Linked DNA regions of Mus musculus: all the other regions are linked to region 1. Evidence: chromatin contacts called from public ChIA-PET and promoter capture Hi-C data. All regions are on one chromosome and are shown on one strand. The core of a region is the stretch at or near the end of the contact, and the rest is flanking DNA. Distances in the headings are between cores, read along the strand shown.

Evidence for each region. Promoter capture Hi-C pulls out the DNA fragments that hold promoters and counts their contacts. ChIA-PET counts read pairs in DNA pulled down with a chosen protein or histone mark.
Region 2: a promoter capture Hi-C map of pre-B cells shows a contact between it and region 1, with 2.8 times the contacts expected there. The contact joins the promoter of Syndig1l here to the promoter of Ylpm1 in region 1. A contact is called at or near these places in 6 of 39 promoter capture datasets (the 3T3-L1 cell line, cranial neural crest, frontonasal cranial neural crest and 3 more) and 2 of 115 datasets of contacts at active chromatin or transcription factors (embryonic midbrain and embryonic stem cells).
Region 3: an RNA polymerase II ChIA-PET map of memory CD8 T cells shows a contact between it and region 1, with 9 read pairs. The contact joins the enhancer-like site here to the promoter of Ylpm1 in region 1. A contact is called at or near these places in 6 of 39 promoter capture datasets (the 3T3-L1 cell line, embryonic stem cells, hippocampal neurons and 3 more), 1 of 484 Hi-C or Micro-C datasets (embryonic stem cells), 4 of 115 datasets of contacts at active chromatin or transcription factors (bone marrow-derived macrophages, embryonic midbrain, memory CD8 T cells and 1 more) and 1 of 9 other capture datasets (embryonic stem cells).
Region 4: a contact with region 1 is called in an RNA polymerase II ChIA-PET map of memory CD8 T cells, with 32 read pairs. The contact joins the enhancer-like site here to the promoter of Ylpm1 in region 1. A contact is called at or near these places in 11 of 39 promoter capture datasets (the 3T3-L1 cell line, the HPC-7 cell line, embryonic stem cells and 6 more), 1 of 484 Hi-C or Micro-C datasets (embryonic stem cells), 4 of 115 datasets of contacts at active chromatin or transcription factors (embryonic stem cells, large pre-B cells, memory CD8 T cells and 1 more) and 1 of 9 other capture datasets (embryonic stem cells).

The regions. Positions count from the first base shown.
Region 1 is chr12:84,994,951-84,999,843 of GRCm38.p6, forward strand. Ylpm1 (YLP motif containing 1) reads left to right here and starts at 1,371. Exons shown (of 21, transcript NM_178363.4): 1 at 1,371-2,406. The coding sequence starts at 1,540.
Region 2 is chr12:84,696,960-84,701,675 of GRCm38.p6, forward strand. Syndig1l (synapse differentiation inducing 1 like) reads right to left here and starts at 1,848. Exons shown (of 4, transcript NM_001033334.2): 1 at 1,567-1,848.
Region 3 is chr12:84,673,532-84,678,502 of GRCm38.p6, forward strand. It overlaps Syndig1l (synapse differentiation inducing 1 like), which reads right to left. Exons shown (of 4, transcript NM_001033334.2): 4 at 3,747-4,971. Among named protein-coding and RNA genes, the nearest start is that of Syndig1l, 23 kb to the right of the region's middle. Within about 2 kb of position 1,675, at least 80 of the 459 cell types and tissues checked have an H3K27ac peak or open chromatin away from gene starts, as enhancers often do. A contact at or near this core is called in bone marrow-derived macrophages, memory CD8 T cells, pre-B cells and 1 more, where this site is marked.
Region 4 is chr12:85,302,101-85,307,237 of GRCm38.p6, forward strand. It overlaps Nek9 (NIMA (never in mitosis gene a)-related expressed kinase 9), which reads right to left. Exons shown (of 22, transcript NM_145138.2): 19 at 4,037-4,266; 20 at 3,363-3,524; 21 at 1,367-1,573. Among named protein-coding and RNA genes, the nearest start is that of Zc2hc1c, 16 kb to the left of the region's middle. Within about 2 kb of position 2,866, at least 106 of the 459 cell types and tissues checked have an H3K27ac peak or open chromatin away from gene starts, as enhancers often do. A contact at or near this core is called in hematopoietic stem and progenitor cells, liver, memory CD8 T cells and 1 more, where this site is marked.

The DNA.
Region 1 (4,893 bases), core at 121-2,620:
AAAAACCCTAACTAATACAACTTATGACATGCAATTTTATGTATTTCTATGCTGCTTCAATAAGACACTGAAAGAAGGAATCCCTAGCCCCGCATCTACTACTCATAGTTACCCAAGACAGGTAATGATCTGGTTGCTAGGAAAAAAGAGCAAGGTCACATCTTCAAATTGACATGCTGATACAGTTAAGAGTCTTCAAATTAAGCATGGTTTTTCTCTCCCCTTCCTTCCTTCTTTCCTTCCTTCTGTCCTTCCTTTCCCAGAATTCAGTGTACTACTTCTGATGTTCAGTAATCACCCAAACCAATGGAAGTCTTTAATATTTTGCTGCTAGGGTTCAGGAAATCAGCTTTTAAGTTACCCTTCTCTGACTTTTCTTAGGTTTTTTTTTTTTTTTTTTTTTTTTTTTTTTTTTGGGTTTTCGAGACAGGGTTTCTCTGTATAGCACTGGCTGTCCTGGAACTCACTTTGTAGGCCAGGCTAGCCTCGAAATCAGAAATCTGCCTGCCTCTGCCTCCCGAGTGCGGGATTAAAGGCGTTCACCACCATGCCCGGCTGACTTTTCTTAGGTTTAAGGATTCTCCAACAGGGACATCGTCCGAGTTAAAACCTGGGTTTGATGGTACTTGGAAGGCAGAGGCAGGAAGATCTCTGTGAGTTCAAGGCCAGCCTGGTCACAAAGCGAGTTCCAGGACAGCCAGGGGGTTCATACAGAAAAACCCTGTCTTGAAAAAGCAAAAAAATTTTAAGGGTGGTGGGGTGGGTGGTGGGTGGGGAGGAAACCAATCTAAACAATTCAATTCCTTTTACAGTACCTGTAGGAAAGAATCAGGGCCATTTTCACTTTCCTTCTCCAGAATCCATTTTTCATTCTTCCTATCATTGTCCCCTGTCAGGCTGTGGGTTGACTGAGTTAAATCAGTTTAACTTGGAAGAACTGTCATTTTTACAAAGCTCCCTCTTTTTTACTTAGGACTATGGTAAGCCTCTTCGTGAGTTCAAGTTTAATTTTTATTCTCAGGTAGGATTCTGCAGTTTTCTTCATATAATGTCTAGATTTTTCTTAGTAGAGTTATTACTTGTTTTATGTTCTTGTTGCTACTGTGAATGGAATCTTTCCTCCCCCCTCCCCACCCCCCCATTCAAAACTAAACCCATAGGGCGTTAGGATCTCTATCACTCCTTTCGGCTGTGAGACTCTATGGTTTTCTTGGTTCTATGACAACATTCTATTACCGCCTACATTTTCCGAACCCGAAGGAAGGCGGCAACAGCGAGTACCTGCGCCAAGGTTCCCTCTATCTGGCCTTTGTTCTCCGCTCGATGGTACTGCGCATGCGTAGTTGCCTCAGCACGGTCCCCGCCTTCCCGACCGCGGGCCCAGCTCCGTAGCGCCGGCGCACTGGCGCGCTCCGTTCACACGCTCCGCGGCCTGTAAGGCACCGCGAGTTCCGGCTGTCGCCGTCACCGCCGCGGCTCCTGGAGGTCGGTTGCGACGAGTAACGGCGCCGGGACGAGCCCCGCGCCTTCGTTTCCTATATGTATCCGAATTGGGGCCGGTATGGCGGGAGCAGCCACTATCCGCCGCCGCCGGTGCCGCCGCCGCCGCCACCGGTGGCGCTTCCCGAGGCCTCGCCGGGGCCCGGGTACTCCAGTTCGACGGCTCCCGCGGCCCCTTCCTCTTCAGGCTTCATGAGCTTCCGAGAGCAACACTTGGCGCAGCTCCAGCAGCTGCAGCAGATGCACCAGAAGCAAATGCAGTGCGTGCTCCAACCCCACCATCTTCCTCCGCCCCCGCTGCCACCCCCGCCGGTGATGCCCGGGGGCGGCTACGGAGACTGGCAGCCGCCTCCGCCACCGATGCCCCCGCCACCTGGACCAGCCCTCAGTTATCAGAAGCAGCAGCAGTACAAACACCAGATGATCCACCACCAACGAGATGGGCCTCCGGGTTTGGTTCCAATGGAGCTGGAGTCCCCTCCTGAATCTCCCCCTGTACCTCCAGGATCCTACATGCCCCCATCCCAGTCGTACATGCCTCCACCTCAGCCACCACCCTCGTACTATCCCCCTTCCTCCGCTCAGCCCTACCTGCCTCCTGCTCAGCCATCCCCTTCACAGTCTCCACCTTCCCAGTCCTATCTGGCGCCCACTCCTTCTTATTCTTCCTCGTCCTCCTCACAATCATATTTGAGCCATTCCCAGCCCTACTTACCCCCTTCTCAGGCCTCTCCTTCCCGCTCCTCCCAGGGCCCTTCTAAACCCCAGCTACCACCACCACCGTCCATCCCTTCTGGGAATAAAACAGCTATCCAGCAAGAGCCTTTGGAGAGTGGGGCCAAGAACAAGACTGCTGAACAGAAGCAAGCTGCTCCTGAACCAGATCCCTCTACAATGACTCCACAGGTAAGCACTGTGTCACATCTTTCATTTAGGCTTTACGTGAGCAGGTCTTGGGCTTTAACCAGCTAATGCCTATCGTAATTCCAACAGCCAACGACTAGCCCATTCATACTCCAAAGATCCCCTAAGAGTCAGCCCTGAAAGCCAGGTTTTAAATTGACCATAGATTACCAAAAGAAGAGTAAAGATAAGACTAGGCACTTGAAGTTGTAGTAGGTTGGCACTAGATTTATTTCTCAAATGTATGCCTTAGTTTTCTTTGACCAGCATTCAGTATTTATTGTTGCACAGAGCTTTGTTTTAATTTTTTTTTAAACTAAGATTTTCATGGGGAGGCAGTATAAAAGAAAATTCTTAAAGGACTGATGTTTAAATACATGTAAATATTGACCAGTTAATTTCTTAGGACCAGCAAAATATGCAGGGGCCAGAGATAGCTGTCTGTTTCCAGAAGTGGGTTCTCAGCACATAAAAGATGGAAGTCTCATCATGACATCCTAACTGATGTTGTGAGTTCATGTGGACTCCATAGGCCTCTAGAGACTTGATCCTTGGAGAATCTGTTGTTATATTTCAAAACCATCTCCTAAGGATAATTTTGCCGCATGGTGAATTTGCTACATTTCATTATTATTACCATTTACTTGAAAATAATAGCCTTGGAATTTGGCTGAGGTTTTGAAAAGAAAGTTTTGTGATGGCTGCTCCTGTGAGAGCCATCCCAAAACTTTTTGACAATCTGTTTTGAAGATGTTGCATTCCACAGACCAGTAAGAGGATGACAGGGTTGCAGGAACATAGAAGTTGGGCATGGAAACCTGTGCCTCCATCCAGTATTTGGTCAACAGAAGCCAGAGGATGGGAGAGTTTGAAGCCAGCCTGGGCTACATAGTGAGACCCTGTATCAAAAATAAATAAGTAGGAATAGATCATCTATTGTGACTATTTGACCTCATCTACCTTAAATTCACTAAGAATCTTATGATATTCAAGCTCAGGGTAATGTATAAGATTCCAAAAGGTAATTGTTTATTATTGTAGTTCAGTATTTAAGAGAAGCAGGGTCTGCACAGGAGACACTCACAGGACGGTAGAATAAGTGATTTTGCTGTCTTATACCAAAGTTACATCAGCTCATGAGGATTATTTCCTCCAGTTGCCCAGTTCCTTCAAGCTAAACTATGACCTCAGTCTGACTTTTTCTGGGCATGTAGAGAAACACATGAGTTACATAGTTGACTTGTTGTGCTTGGGATTGAACTTGGTGCCTTGGGTATGCTAGTCAAGTGCTCTATCATTCAGCTACACCCTCAGCTTTGGCTTTTAAAAAGAAGAATGTGCATACCAGACTATCTTAATATAAGTACTCACTAGGAACAAATACTGCTTTTGTTTTTCTGCCTCATCTGAAATGAACTTCTTTCAGTGTTTTGAACATGTAGTGCTTTTGATTCTTGCTGAAAGATAGAAAGTAACAGCAGGGTGAAGCTTGGGGTCTGGGTGTACACCAGATCAAGAAGAGCCTTGCCCATGACTATAGAGCTCATTGGTGGAGTGCTTGCTTAGTATCCCCAAAGCCCTGGATTATATTCCTAGCACTGCATAAACTGGGCATCGTGATACAAACACCTGCAGTCCCTAGCACTGGTGGCAGAGGCAGGAGATCGGGAGTTCAAGGCCATCCAGATGCTACTGGAATTCAAAGCCAGCTGGGAATACAGAAGGAGGAAATGAAATGGGGCTTTGCATGCCCTTTATTTTTAACTTTATGGAGTTTATCCCAATGTCCTTAACTTCTCTCTCACCTTTAAATGGAATACTTTCAAAGCACATCTCAAAATTCAGTCTCCATGAGCCATACATGCAAATCACTCATGTGATTTGGTGATGTTTGTCTTCTTAATGCTCTGCAGCACCTAGGACAGTGCCTTGCAAGTTGTAGAACCACTATAAAGATTTGTTGTGTAAGATTCAAGAGTTATCATTCTTTACACCTAAGGTACTTGCTTTACTAGATGATAAACATTGTATATCCTTCTGTATGTTTTCATTCATATTTTAGATTTGGAAAATGTTATTAAATTTATTATTATATATGATGGGAGTGTGGGCCTGCTGCACATGTACATGACATGGCTCAGTGTGCATATGGAGGTCAGGAGGTGGGAGGACAACTTCTGGGAGCTAGTTGGTGTTCAGGGTATTGTATTAAAAAATGTATGGTGAAAGATTTAAGCATTAAGTAGAGAAAATATCATGAACATAATTTTAAATATTTTAAAGCAAATCTTACATCTTCTGTCCTTCACTCATGTTTTTTTTTTTTCATTTTTTTATTAGATATTTTCTTCATTTACATTTCAAATGTTATCCCGGAAGTCCCCTATATGTTTTGGGGTTTTTCCCCTTTTTTGTACTGGAATCAAGCCACAAGGCCTTGTGCGTGCTAGTTAAGTAGTCTGCAAAGCTACATCCTCCTCTCCAGTGTTC
Region 2 (4,716 bases), core at 598-3,097, 300 kb before region 1:
AACCAAACCGAGGGCCCCTGATTTCCAGTCAAACACGTTGACTGATACATTGTCACAGTTCATCCCTGCGTTTTCCAGCCAATTACCGAGTCCTTCCTAGGTTCCAGGTGCTGTGGGGGGAGGGGGGGGGGAGGGAAGCACAGAGGAAGCACAATCCCTGCTCCAAAGAGCTATTTTCCCTAGATCTGCGATTCTTGGAGAAACATAAAAACAAAAACTATGAGTCAGACTCTCGCCCTATATTATCTCCTATAGGTGTTGATGGAGGAAGGGGGCAGGAAATCCTCTTATTTCCTGGAGATTTATGAGTTGGACTTCACTGTTTCTGGGACTCCTTAGAGGCTGCAGGCAGAAGGAGCCAAGGCTGGACTGCAGAATAGGGGTTAAGGGCGGCAGTAAGCTGATCACTGTTAGCAGGCCCGACTAGGGGACTGGGGCAGTGAGAGGAGCTCACTGCGGGGAGATGTCTCTCCTGGCATCTCAGGACAGTTTCCTGAGGTGGACAGATGCCCAAGGCTCTTATCCTCATCTTAGAGATGAGGAGACTGGGCTTAATAAGCTTGGACAACTAATGCCAGGAATTAGAAGCTGCCAACCAGAGCCTTTTGACCTCCAAGGGTGCGGAATTGAGCTGGGTGGGAGGGTGCCGAGGAGCCAGTCTGAAGACCGTGGTCAACCACAGCAGTGAACTAGTCTACCTCTACGCAGTTTTATTTCCATGGGTCTGTTCTGCCACTCACAGAACTCTGGGCTGAAGAACTGGAAGCACTTTGCAGGCCTGAATGAGCTCATGCTACATACTCTTGCCAGAGAGAGAGAGAGAGAGAGAGAGAGAGAGAGAGAGAGAGAGAGAGAGAGAGAGAGAACCAAATGGAAGCTCTGTCGGGGTCATCAGCACTCAGGCATATAATAGAAAACCAGATCCGGGTCCACTACGTTGTCTTCCCAAACCAAGCAGTGTGATGCAAGCCCAGCCCCTTTTCAAGAGGAAGAGAGTCACGGAAAAAGCTGAGGAACCTGTCACCTTTTCCTTTCCCCCAAAGAAATGTATTAACCAGTCCTGAGGAGATAGACAACCCCTGCCCCCATTTCCCTGTCCCAAGGGCTATTCCAGGGCAAAGAAACCCAAGAGCAAAGAGATCACAGCTTCTCCAGTCACTCTAGTGACCAGGCTTGGATGGGAAGGAATAGCTGAGTGAAATCCACTCAGATTTGACCAATGTCATGGAATCTTAGTGGAGACTGATACTAGGGAGTCTGGGAGACTCACATCAATGTTCCTGTAATCAGTAGGCAAGGTGTCTCAGAGCTGTCTCAGGTCAGGGCCAAGACCTGGAGGTACAGGGTCAAGGTGCCCAGGTACCTATCACAGTCTGGATGCCTCAAGTCTCTCCTAGAGTCACCCAACAAGGAGGTGAAGAGTGGGGCTGGACCTGGCCAGAGCTCTGAAGGAGTGCGAGGACCTGTAGGGGTTGGAGCTTCAGCACTGCTAGGCTCCCCCAGCATTCCCCAGCTCTCTCGGTGCCTAGCTCTGCGCTCCCGCTGCGCCCCCAGACGGCTCCTTACCTGTCGCTCTGCGGACCGTCCCGCCTCCTCGCGGGGCTCGGGGACCGGGCATGGGCCGGCGAGCAACGGCGTCCCCGCCTCGCGGCCGCGGTGAAGCTTCCAGGAGAGCTCCCTGCTCCCGGCCCGCGTCCCTGCCGCTGTCGCCGCCGCTGCTTCAGAACCGTGGACAGCTCCCGCTCGCCCGCCGCCGCCCCGCGCGCCCTACACGGTCCCGGGAGCCCCGCATCCCGGCTCCGCCGCGCTCAGCTCTCAGCCCGGCCCGAGGCGGCTCCGCGCCGACTTGGGGGAGCGGCGAGGAGGGTCCCCGCCTCCCGCCGCCACCGCCTGCCTCTCGCCTCCGTGCTCCCTTCCACGCTCCAGAACCAGCCCACCAGGCACTCCGGACCCAGCTCCCGGGAGGGGAGGGGCGGGGCGGGGCGGGGCGGGAAGTCGGGGAGCCCGGAGGAGGCGGCGGCGGCGCGAGGGGCGCGCAGCTGGAACCGGCTTTTCTGCTTCCTGGAGCCAAACCCTCTTCTCCAGCTTTTCTCCCCTGCCTCCTCTCGCGCACCCCAGAAGCGATGCGCGCGCGACCCTTGAGCTTCTTAGAGTATTTTTGAGCTCTGAGGCTCCCAAGCTCTGAGTTCAAATTATTGATCAGCCCTACAAAGAGAAACAAACAAACAAAAATATTTATTGAATGCCTACTAAATAAACCACGCCAGGTTATTTATTTATTTAGCCAGAGTGATCTCATTTAATTATCTTAACAATCTACTAGGTACCCTCTGTCTCCCAAACATGGATGAGTTGTGCTGAGGTCAACACAGCTTAAATATCGGGATTTGGAGACTTCAGTTCTGTTGGGAAGTATATAGGTTCTATAGCCCATGAGTTTTGGTGATAGTTTGTTCCAAACACTGTGTGACCCAGAGGAAGTTACAAAACCTGTCAAATTCTCCAGACGGAATCCATCAATGAGGGGGTCATATAAGGACATATATGTGACACATTGGCATCCAATAGGCTCAGTGGGTGAGCCATCTCTGTCATTCTCCCATGAGGAGGCCTGAAATCTAATCTGACTGTAGGGTTCTGGCGGCTCTGTGTTCCCAACTATGCGGCTCTTTTTTTTCTTCTTCTTGAGCTCCCATAGATTTTTATTTTTTTAGATTTATTCATTATGGGTGGTTATGAGCCACCATGTTATTGCTGGGATTTGAACTCAGGATCTTCAGAAGAACAGTCAGTGCTCTTACCTGCTGAGCCATCTTGCTAGCCCTTTAATTTAATTTAATTTAATTTAACTTAATTTAATTTAAATTTTTGTCATTTGTTTTGTTTTGTTTTGTTTTTTGTCTTTTTAAGCATGGTGAGAGATTAGCCCTACCGCGAGTGTTGTGAATGGATGGATACCAGCATTGTTCATGCCTTCCCCTCTACCCATGACAAGGTCTTGAGATTCATCATGGTACCCAGAGGACAGGAAAAAAGGCATATTCTCATTAAAGGAAGGTAAATAGCGATGGGCAAAGGGAACTCCAGAGCACGCTGAAGCTGAGGCAGCTGTAGAATCCTGGGAACAAAACTCTGCAGTGACCCCTCCCTTCTCCCATGTCGGGATGCCAACCTACACTGAATGGGAGGGAGCTCTTGTGGGCGCAGAACATCTAAAGCAGTTCCCTTTAGCTCCCAGCCTGCAGAGGAAGGGCCACGGTCTGGTCTCTTTGGGTTTCTCCTTCAAACCCGGCAGAGAGCTTCCTTGGCCTAGGGTTGGTCACGGGTCTTTTCCTGGCTCTGTCCACTAGAGTTATACTAGGAAGGCTCCTGCCCCACATGCATGTAAGTAAACCCCTTCCTAAAAGCATCATCTCTTGTGTTACTTAGCTCACTTTTAGTCTCCCTGCCATAGGCACATAAGGCCCTTGCTTGTCTTTGGCCTCCCCCTGCTTGCCCCTTCCCCACCCTGGTTTTTGTCAATGCCTGGGCTGCTTACTAAATTACTAATTAAAAGGATAATCATAATAATATTAATAAAATAATAATAATAAGCCAGTGAAGCAAAAGCTGAATAGGAATTTCAAATACTAATGTTGATAATTAAGTGCTGCTGTCTGGAGGGAAGGCTCCAAGAGAGACCTATAGTTGGTGGTGTGTCACCGAGCCATGGCCTGGGTGCCAGGGAACCTTAGGTGCTGGTCTTCCTTTGTCACTGACTGTGCAACTTCTGGCAGTTGCCTAATCTTCCTGGGCCTTTGCTCCTTTAGGATTGTAAACCCTTCTGTAGCTTTGAAGTAGGAAAATAAGCATTGTGTAATGGGGAATGGGGAACAGTGGCTAATGCAGCAATAAGAACTTCCAGGGAAATTACCTTTTACTGCCTGCAAGGGATAGGTGGGACTGAGTCTGTACCTCTCTCTGTATGTCTCCAGTGGGTTTTTTCTATATCCCTCTGTCCTTTCTCCATCATGCAGTGTGAGGAAATTTAGCACCGGGAATGTAAAGAAAAGCCCAAGTCTAGATCTTTGAAGGATTTACACTGGAGGGTTTTTAGAAAGTTAGACATGTTGGCCAGTAATTCGACACATGGAGAGAAGTTTATGAAAAGTCCTCTCTGCCTCAGGAAGTCCTTGGAGGTTTCCTGGAGGAAGTGACATTTGAGTTGAGTTTTATCAAAGAATGAGACATCTCCAAGACTGACTAGGAAGGCTGAAGTCAAAAGAGGAGGTAAGAGTCAGACAGGGAAAAGATAGTCCACCAAAGAGATGTTGAGAATTTGAACGAGGCTATGTCAGTGGGATGAGGAGCAAGGAATGGGTTTAAGGCATTAGGAGAGGAGAGGTGGTTTGTGAGAAAGGGCACAGGAGTCAAGAAATATCATTGGAGCCAGGTGATGGTGGTGGCTGCGGCGGCTGTGGCACACACCTTTAATCCCAGCACTCAGGAGGCAGAGGCAGGTGGATTGTTGAGTTTGAGGCCAGCCTGGTCTACAGAGCGAGTTCCATAACAGTCAGGGCTACACAGAGACCCTGTCTCGAAAAACAAACAAAATAAAGCAAAGCAAAAAATTGTGATCTTTTTGGGCATGCACGCGCACACGCACACAAACACACACACACACACACATGCACACAATGCCACTACCACCATCTATCTTCCCAACTAGTCTTTATG
Region 3 (4,971 bases), core at 425-2,924, 320 kb before region 1:
TCTGGGAGTTTCTGCCATTTCCTTGCAGAGCTGGAACTGGCTCTGAAGCCAGCTATGCCTTTCAGAGCATGCAGGGTTAGTTCCAGGGACAGAGGCTGGAATGTTGGAAATTCAAATGAGTTGCATGAACACCTTTTATTTTTGTTCCGAACATCCGAGTCTCCCTGTGGGGACTCCTCTGCCCAGAGTGGTTCCTCCCCTTGTGCAGGAGAAGATGTGAGAGCCCCTGGGGACAGGATGAAGCAAGGTTATCACCCTTTCACCCACCAAAAATAGCAAGGACCAGGGTGTCAGCCCTACAGAGGGGATGTGGGGGGGAGCCTTTGAACCAGGAGATACATAGGAGCTAAGGCTGAGTCTGTTAATGTTCAGGAGGGTGGCAGCAGGTGGTCCTGGGTTTTCTTTGCCTCCAGAAAGGCTGATTCCACCAGCCCAGATCAGCAGTGCCAGGGCCTGGGTAGCGAGGCCAGAGGTTAGCTCATAACCTGCTGTGTGACACTGGGTAACCCATCCTTTCAGGGTTTCCATCGTTCCTTCCGCAGCCCGGTCATCTGTGGCATGATCACTTACAGTTCCTTCCTTCGCAGCGTCCCAGGGATTCATGCCCTGAAAGACTTGAATACTGTCTTGTTGCAGTTCTTCTTTAGAGTGGGGTTCGGGCCTGGTCAGTTTGTGACCTGGGCTGAGATCATTAAAAAGCAGCAAGAATATTTGGTTGTGAAGATGGTGGGTTTCCTACAGCTCCGTCCTGGGGGAGCTGCTTTAGGGAGGGAGAGGCTGTGAGCACAGATACAGCCATGAAGCCTTCATGGCCAGGGACAGATGGATATTTAGCCATCAGGGCAGTCCAGGCACAGACCTATGTAAGCATTTGGATATGGGAGCTAGTGGCTATCTGCTAACTCTGTTTTTGTTTGTTTGTCCAGTTGTTTTGCCCCACTCCATCCCAGCCACACCTCCCACAATCCTTCTTCCCCATCCCCCTCTCCTCATAACTGCTAACTTTTTTTTTTTTTTCGAAAATGGCTAACTTTTATGTTCTAGGGTAAGAAGAGATTTGGGGTCCTGGGCCCATGGCCAGGGCAACAGAAAGTGAAGTATTTGAAAGGACAGAGCCTCCTTATTCACTGGTATGAAATCATGTCACCATTTTGACAATCTGTGTGACTATATGAAGACTCGGTGTCCCATCGGCCTGCTTATGGGGAGGGCAGGTCAGAACGGCTGCTGAGCCTTGGAACTGGTTCCTAGTCGTCAGAAAAAGGCCTTTTCTTAGAATGGAGACAGGCTGTTGTCCTTACTTGGCCAGTCTCCCACCCTCTTGCCTGCCCTGGGGCGGTAGGAAAATGGCTTTCTCACCAGGGCACTCCTCGTGCCTTTCCTCACAGGACCCCTTGGCTTTACTAAGAAAGGAGCTTACTTACCAGCTGCCAAACCCCAGGCCAGGTGGCCTCAGCTCCACTTCCCCTCCCAGCACGACTGTCCCCCTCTGCCACATACCTCATACACTAAGCAAGGATGTTTCTGTTTCTTATCTTCATCTCAGAAAGCAAACCTTGTCATGGAGTTAGAAGGTCGAGGGGCAGTGGGGGCAGTGAGGGGGACCCTGAACTCTTGGTGTGTGTGATGGTGGTGGTGGTGGTGCTAGCCGCCAGACTTCCCTGTGCAGCAATTTCGGTTTCTATTTTAAACAGTTTGGGTTGGTTGCTTCCCTGCCTTCCTGCTGGGTGTTTATAGTGAGGAAAATAATTGGTAATATTTGCACAGATGTGCCGGCACTGCAGCTCATCACAGGCACCTTTACCCAGGGGACTGCCCCAGCCCCAGCCCCCCAGTCTCTCTGCCAGTCAGAGGAACCAGCCGACAGCCCTGGGCCTCGGGCAGGAGGCGCAAGCAGGGCTGAGAAGCAGGAGGACTGAAGTGCCCCAGGCATGCCAGAGGCAGGACTCATCCAGAGTGGGGGAGAGTGGTTGCCTGTGCTCCAAGGACTCTAGGACAAGCCCAGGCTCCACACAACAGGCCCTTCCCAGGAGGAGGAAGCCCCCAGAGCCATTTCTCACCCCATCATCTTTGGTAGACCCTGAATTTGTATCTGAGGGTAGGGATGGAAGGGAGAAGGCTGTGTGGAGGATGGGGTGGGGGTGGGGCGGGGAAGACTAGAGTTAGAAGCAGCAAATCAAACTAGTAAGAGTGGTGTATGTCTATATGAGGCAGCCTGAGAGACAGACTGAGACTCCATCTTAAGAAAGAAGGGAAGAGAGCTTGGTAGTGTTTGCCTTTAAGCCTTTAATCCCAGTACCGGGAGGCAGAGGCCAGCCTGGTCTGCAGAGTTGAGTTCTAGAATAGCCAGGGTCTTGAAACCCCTCAAAAAGGGCAGGGGTTGGAGAAAAAGAAAAAAGAGAAAGAAGGGAAGAGAGAAAGGAAAGGAGGAAACAAGGGATGGAGGATACTGGAAGCCATTTGTCTCTATTTCCTTCTTCTCAAGGCCCACAAGCATACTGAAAGACAGGGAAGGGAGTAGATGTTGTCTGGGCTGTGAGGCAGCCTGCCTAGTTAGGCCTGGGGTCTTGAGCCAGCCTAGAGAAGGAATGGGGGGGGGGCGTGGAGCTGGGTGAGAGTCCTCAGCATCCTTCTTGGTCTCTTGAGTATTCACGTGCTGCATGCAGTCTGCATGGTGCACAGCTGGGCCTGTTTGTAGGAGTGTATATATGCAAATATGTGCACACATGGATATGAATGTGCATGTGTGTGTGAGGGTTTGGGTTTCTTCGAAGCTAACCCTGAGAAACATCCAATGGGGAGCCATTTCAGCCAGTGCAGAAGGGCAATGGGAAAGAGGGAAGCAGCTAGTGAGGGCCACTGGTTACCAATGAACTGCTTCAGTGAAAGGTAGAAAGAGGTCCTACTGGGGACCCCAGGAACTAGGGGCAATACACCTAGTCTCCAACCCAAGGGGCAAGACATCAAAGCTATTCACCCACCCTGGCTCAGTGCCCTATCTTGTGTCAACCCTGAAGAGCACTCTGGTTCTACCCTGGATTGGTCAGACTGTTTATCTGGACTGCCTGGCAGCCTGGCCTCTCCCTATTCCCAGACCGGCCAACTCCCTTCCACAAATAATCCCCACATGCTAATTTCTCATCTAAGGTTGTGCCCAGAGCCCTGTCATATATATGGATGCCCATAGCGGGTAGGATATGTGTGGCATACTTCCCCAGTACCTTCTAGACACAGTGACTTTGAGGCCAGGCCAGTTCCTCTGCTAAAGGCCGAGGACAGAGAGGATATCAGGAATTTAGCACTGAGGCTGGAACCTGAGGCATGGGTGACTTCCTCTCCACACTTCCCCGAAACAGCTCTGGGAACAGAAGATGTGGGGGATCCCAAAATGGACAGCTGAGCAATGGGACCACTGGCACGCCTTACCCTGCCTATGTCTATCTCCTGGGAGCTCCAGGCAGCCGTGTAGAGTGCACACTGTTCCCCCTCTCTCCCTGACGGCCAAGGCTCTTATACCCGGGAGAGCTTTTTCTGCAGGCTGCTGTCTTGCCTTACCTTGCTTTGCGTAAGTCAAATGCAATCCATCAACCTTCATCCCAGCTTTCCCGGGCGAGCAGCCTACAGGCCGCAGTGGCCTCTGGACCCTTTTTCTTGAGGTCCATATGGAGATCCAGAACCAATGTCTTGGGATACACTGGAGAAACGTAGGATATGGGCGCAGGGCAGCCCGAGGCCCCAGGTGGCACCAGGTGTTACATAAAAGTTTATTACCAGGATAAATAAAGAAAGTAGAGGGACATTAAAACTGCGGGTGTGGGGAGTGGGCAACCCCTGAAGTGAGGAAGGTGGGGAGGGTGTGGGGCTAGACAGGGCAAGGAAATGGCCAGGTCCCCCAAATCATGCACGATGGTCCATAGCTTAAGTCCCAGCAGGCCTGCCTTCCCACTGTACACGCCCTTTGCTCTCTGACATCTCTTAGTGCCCGGGGGGGGGGGGTGGTGGTGGTGGTGGAGGGGGTTGAAAGCAGTCGTGAGTGGCGGTTATCAGTGAAGGTGCCCAGGCCCCATTACCGCCACTGCCCCATCATTCAGAGATGGGGAAATATCTCAGGTGGAGAGAAAGGCTTGGCCTTTCTGCTCAGGTTGCTGGAGGGTTTAGGAATGGCTGCAAAATTAACTCCAGACTGGATACTCCAGGCAGGATCCAAGCATCCTGGGAACCTCCATGGGAGGCTCTGGCACACCCTGCCCACCAGCATGGAGAGTTATGGAGAAGCCAATTCCTTAGGCATCTGTCTATGTTCCTCCTCTGTCTGTATCCCAGTCCCTTCTCATCCTTTTCTGGATGAGGCTGGATCCAGGACCCTGCGCGCTGTAGCTAGGGAGTAACAGTACCCTCTCAGTCTCCACAGGTCGGGTACCATCTCAGGGCCCTTCCAGCAGAGCCCAGAAAGTATGGTGGGTGAAGAACGGGAGGTCATGTGATCCTGCAGTATCCCAGGCCTCTATCCTCTCTGTCACTGTATCTGCCTTTTTTTTTTTTTTTTTTTTTTTTTTTCCTGGTATAGAAAAGCCTTAGCAACCTGCCCTCATTACAGAGCTCTCTGGCTCCATCTCTATCTGGGAGACACCGCAGAGCGTCTTCCACAGTAACAGGGAGACATGCAGTATCCAGAGTCAGAAAGAGCAAGAGATGGCTGGGGCCCATGGTTTTCTTTCCTGGTTGGAGGGTCTCAGGCCTTGAGGGGATGGGGGGTGGGGCAGCTGCTCACAATGTGCACAGATGAGGACCCTCTTAACTGAAAAGTCTAGCCAGGTTCTTGATCCCTTGGGAATTCTTTCTCCTTCCTGGATGCTCCTGCTCATTCTCTGTGGGGAAGATGGCAAGTAGAGACTGAGTTGCCTATGGGGCAGAGGTCCTGTAGGGAGTGGGCAGAGTACACCAGGCTAGGCCTCTTGGACAACCCTGCTG
Region 4 (5,137 bases), core at 1,616-4,115, 310 kb after region 1:
TTTGTCCAGCTCTACAGCATTTGGGGGATGTAGTATGAAAAGTGAACTGGCTGGGGGTCTCAGTGCACACTTTTGATTCCAGCACCCAGGAGGCAGAAGCATGAAGGAGGATTGTCTCCATGAGTCTGAAGGCACCCTGGTCTTATACTGAGTTCTAGACAAACCAGGGCTACCAAGTGAGAGCCTGTCTCATAAACAAAAATAAAAACCAACCAACCAACCAACCAAGCCACTCCACCAGTCCTGGATAAAATAATCTTGGTGTGTGGGTGCTACAGCTGCCAATATAACCTTCTGAAGTGTTTCTCAGACATTGTTTCTCCTAATCTTCAAAACAACCTTACACAGTAGGTTGTAGTCACAAAGTAAGAAGTCCAAACTCACGTTAGGGGTGAAAGGCAGAGCCAAGGAATGACTCTTCCCTCCCTTCTAGCTGAACTGAGATAAAGGGATACCCAGAAGCATCATATGCAGAATGCTTTTCCCAAGCTATTAACCTGAACCCAGGAAAGCAGGAATTCTACTTTCTAGTTTTCAGAAAGAGCACGTGTGTGCTCATGCCACTGAGTGCAGGCAGAAGGACATCTGCTGGGAGGGAGGGAACTCTTCCCCACCACTGTGGGCTCTGGGGACTGAACTCAGACTGTCAGGTTTATATGGCAAGTGCTTTTCTTAGCTGAGCCTTAAGCTGAGCCCCAACCTTAAGCCATTTTTTAGAATCTACTTTAAAATGGTTCATCAAGGGCTAGGGATGTAGTTCAGTATCAAGCATTTGCCTACCATGTGTAAGATATTGGATTCAATCCCCAGTATTGCACAAATATACAAATAAAATGGTTAGAATAAGAATGTACTCAGGTAGTAGTGGTGCACGCCTTTAATTCCAGCACTCAGGAGGCAGAGGCAGGAGGATCTCCCAAGTTCAAGCCCAGACTGGTCTACTCAGAGAGTTCCAGGAAGGCCAGAAACACAGAAAACCCTGTCTCAAAACAAAACAAAACAAACCATCCAACCAAAAAAAAAAAAAAAAAAAAAAAAAAGAATGTATACATACCTACCAAAAGAAGTAATTTGTTATTACTATTACTGAGCCTATATGGTAGGCATATGGGTGTTTGTTATAATGTTTAAACATTTTCACAATAAAAATAGAAAAGCCAAACAATTAGTAACAAAAAAAACCAATAGAAGTTAGGTGTTATAATAAGCTAGATAGGTCCAAGGGCTCCTGGAATCAAGTTCAAAGTCCCATCATTGAGAGACAGGGAGTCACAAAGAGCTAAGTCTACTTTTACTTTGCAGCTTGTTTCTGTGACCTTTCAAAGCAGATTTAGAATTCAATTACTCTTTTAATGGATGTTCTCACCTGCTGGCCTCCTTCCAATTTCTTGTTGAGCTTTTGTAGTTGGGTAAACATCTGGAGGTTTTCTTGCTGGAGCTTCTGCTGTTCTTCCAGACACTTTAACACCAGAGCCTGCAACCTGTCAACCTCCACCTGCAGAGCACTGCACGCACAAGCAGCAGAGGTCAGGGCTTTCCCAACACACGGCACTGCAGGATCCAGCCGAGGGGGCTAGGGACAAGGAGGAGATAATGCACAGGATCTGCCATGGCTCCCCAGTACAAACAGTTTCCGTTAACCAGCAAGATAATACAAAAATACGCAAAAACAGGTGCAAATGAAGGAAAAAAAAAAAAAGCCTGGATTCCAGTGGCACTTGGTACTAACAGGACAGTGTTTAGTGCTGCTGCAGAATCATCTATTTGGGAGGATTTTACAAAACTCTTACTTTCTTGGTTTTTGTTTTTGTTTTTTGAGACAGGGTTTCTCTGTATAGCCCTGGCTGTCCTGGAACTCACTCTGTAGACCAGGCTGGCCATGAACTCAGAAATCCACCTGCCTCTGCCTCCCGAGTGCTGGGATTAAAGGCATGTGCCACCATGCCCGGCAATTCTTACTTTAATATGTTCTACTTTAAAGTGCTGAAGTGCTGAAGTGAAGTTCTGATCAAGTGAGTGAGGTTCATAAAATGTAGTTGGTCACACTGTGTCAGAGATTCGAGAAGAGTTTGTGAAGAACACTGACAAGACAATTTAAGAAGGCCAACCCAGGAGGGGAAAGGTTTACTCTCAGGTTTTAAGGGCTTTGTTGCCACTCTCCTGGGAAGGCTTTCAGTTATTCTAGTTGGGATTTTTCTCCCATATACACTTTTAAAATTAGCAGGTCAGAGCCAGGTGTGGAATGCACACTTTCATCCCAGCACTTGGGAGGCAGAGGCCGACGAATCTCTGTGAGTCTGAGGCCAGCCTTGTGTACAGAGTGAGTTCCAGGGAAGCCAGAGTCACACAGAGAAACCCTGCCTCAAAAGCAAAATAATAATTAAATAAAAATGAGATGAATAGCAGGTTAGCAAATGCTAGCTGGGGACTCATCCATTCTGTATCACAGGCTGAACACCGCTAGCCTGAAAAGCCTACTTGCTCCTAAGTCCAACACTGTGTGAGCACTGACACGATACCATGAGGGAAATATCACACCTAAGCTCCTGAGATAGACGGCCTGCAGTCCAGAATAGGTATATTAAAATATGACACAAAATAACCTCCAACCACAAAATGGCCTTTAAGCTATGTTTACACAGCATTATGTATATACAGATATTCCAAAATACACCAAAATGTGAGATTGAAAGACTTCTGGGTCCCACTCATCTGGGCAAGAGACACTCAATCTGCATCTGTGACTGCTTTGTGCTATGACGTCAGAGCTGTAGCTGCAAAGGGTTAAACAGCCCACAAAGTCATGTGACGATGCCGTGGCTTCTCTAGATCTGTGGTGCCCTCTGGTTTAGAACTGATTTACAGTTTCACTTCTACCCAGGCTGGCTGTATGCTGTTCTTTCAGCAGACTCCAGGCATTGCTTCTTACATACAGCTCAGCTAACACTCATGGTGCCATTAAAACTGAGTTTGGAGCCTAGGAACGTGGCTATCTGTGAAGAGTTTGCTTAGCATGTAGAGAACCCTGGGCTGGACCCCACACTGCATAACTGGGTGTGTGGCACATGTCTATATCATCATCTGGGAGGGAGATAGAGGCAGGAGTAACAGAGGTTAAAGGTCATCCTCCATCCTTGGCTGGGCTACAGAACCTGCCCCATAAAGAAACAAACCGTCACAACAAAAAGACCATTTGGAAATTCATGGTTCAGCTTAGTACTCCTGAGGAAGAAAGGAAGAAATGACCCTCTTGTGCTGGAAGGCAGAGCGGCAACTGCCAGGACAGTGCAGCACTGGCCCCGAAAGTGAGAGGACATGATGAAGCCAGGAGAGCCCAGGCACAAACAGCCACTGTCAGTTACCCAGGCTCCTGCTGCACGCTGGGGCTCCGGAGGAACTTCAGATGCGACCTTGAGTCCCTGCAGCTCTTCATAGGGCAGCGTGTCCTTCTCAGACTGTGAAAACGCCGCACTTAAGGGAGCGGGGCTGTCAGGCATGGGAATGAACTCTGCGTTTTCCAGCTCCTAGGCAGACAAGAAAGAATCTCACCAGTTTGGCTGCAGCAAGTTCCTTTCTCCCACGGTCTTTGTAGCTTTCACTTTCACGCTGCTGTGACAGCAGCGCCCTCTAGTGGTACAGAATGGTGGCTGACCACATATATTGCCTAACCTGGAACCAAACTTCAGCGATGCTAGCTCAAGTTCAGCAAGTTGTATCTGGTTCATTTCCCAACACAATTCTACACACACTGTCTGCTGGTCAGGAAGCTTGACGGCAAGGCACTGAGGCCTCCTTCCAGGCTGCCTTTAGTCCCAGCACTTGGGAAACAGAGACAAGTGGAACTCTTTGAGTTCTAAGCCTGCCAGGACTACAAACTGAGACCCCGTTTTAAAACAAAACACAGATGTCTTCACGGGTGGGAAAGTGAAGCCTTGACTCCTGTCTCAATTAGTAGGGCACTAGAAACTGAGACCTTGGCAGCCCTCACTAGCTCCTGTCACAGGCTTATCTGAAGCATCTGTTCTGAGGGCATTACCTTCCGAAGCCAGCCAGGACAGGAGCTGCTAGCCCCACAGCTGTTTCCCACGGCCTCCGTGGGACTGATTAAGCCTTCCATCCCACGGTCTGCTTCCATTGTTCCTCGGAAGCCTCCGCTTGGATCTGGAGTTTCAGATTCCTGTTGACTGTCTTCCTCTTCACCCCCGCCGCCGCCGCCACCACCACCACCACCACCAATGCCACCTCCTGGGCTGGAGCTCTGAACCACTGGTAGATGTGTAGCATAGGAAAGAAAGAGCTTCGTTAGGCCACAGAGATTTAGCATCTGACACCTCATTCACCCCCACAGAAGGTCCTAGAATTGCACAAAGTGGAACGTTCAAACAAATATTTGAGACTAAATTGTTTTTACATAGATAGCATTTGAATTTGTAAAAATTATTCTAAAAAGATTTTTTAAAAAAAATTTTATGGGTATGGGTGGTTTCAGCTGCATGTATGTCTGGTACCATGCACATGCATTGCCCTTGGAGGCCAGAAGAAGGTGTCAGATCCTCTGCAACTGGAGTTACAGATGGTTGTCAGCAGTCATTTGAGTGCTAGGAACCAAACCCCAGTTCTCTGTAAAAGCAACAGGCACTCTTAACTGCTGGATTGTTTTTCCAGCTCCACAGTATTTTTAAGTTATCACATTGATTTATTATGTGTGTGGATGTGGGCATGTGTGTATACACTGTACTGTAAAGGTTAATTCTCTTTTTCTATCACGTGAGTCCCAGGACTGAACTCAAATTGTCATGATGGCAGTATAAGCCTTTCATCATGAGCCATCTTATGGGCCTACATTTTTTCTTCCTCTTCTCTCTCTCTTCTCTCTCTCTCTCTCTCTCTCTCTCTCTCTCTCTCTCTCTCTCTCTCTCTCTCCTTATTTTGGCTTTTTGAGACAAAGTTTCTTTGTGTAGCCCTAGCTGTACTGGGACTTGCTCTGAAGATCCGGCTGGCCTCTGGAACTCAGAAATCCGCCTGCCTCTGCCTTCCAAGTGCTGGGATCAAAGGTGTGCGCCACCAACACCCAGTTTACAAATTTTAATTCTTGAGACAGGAAGGATCCTCATGCCACCCAGGCTGGCCTTGAACC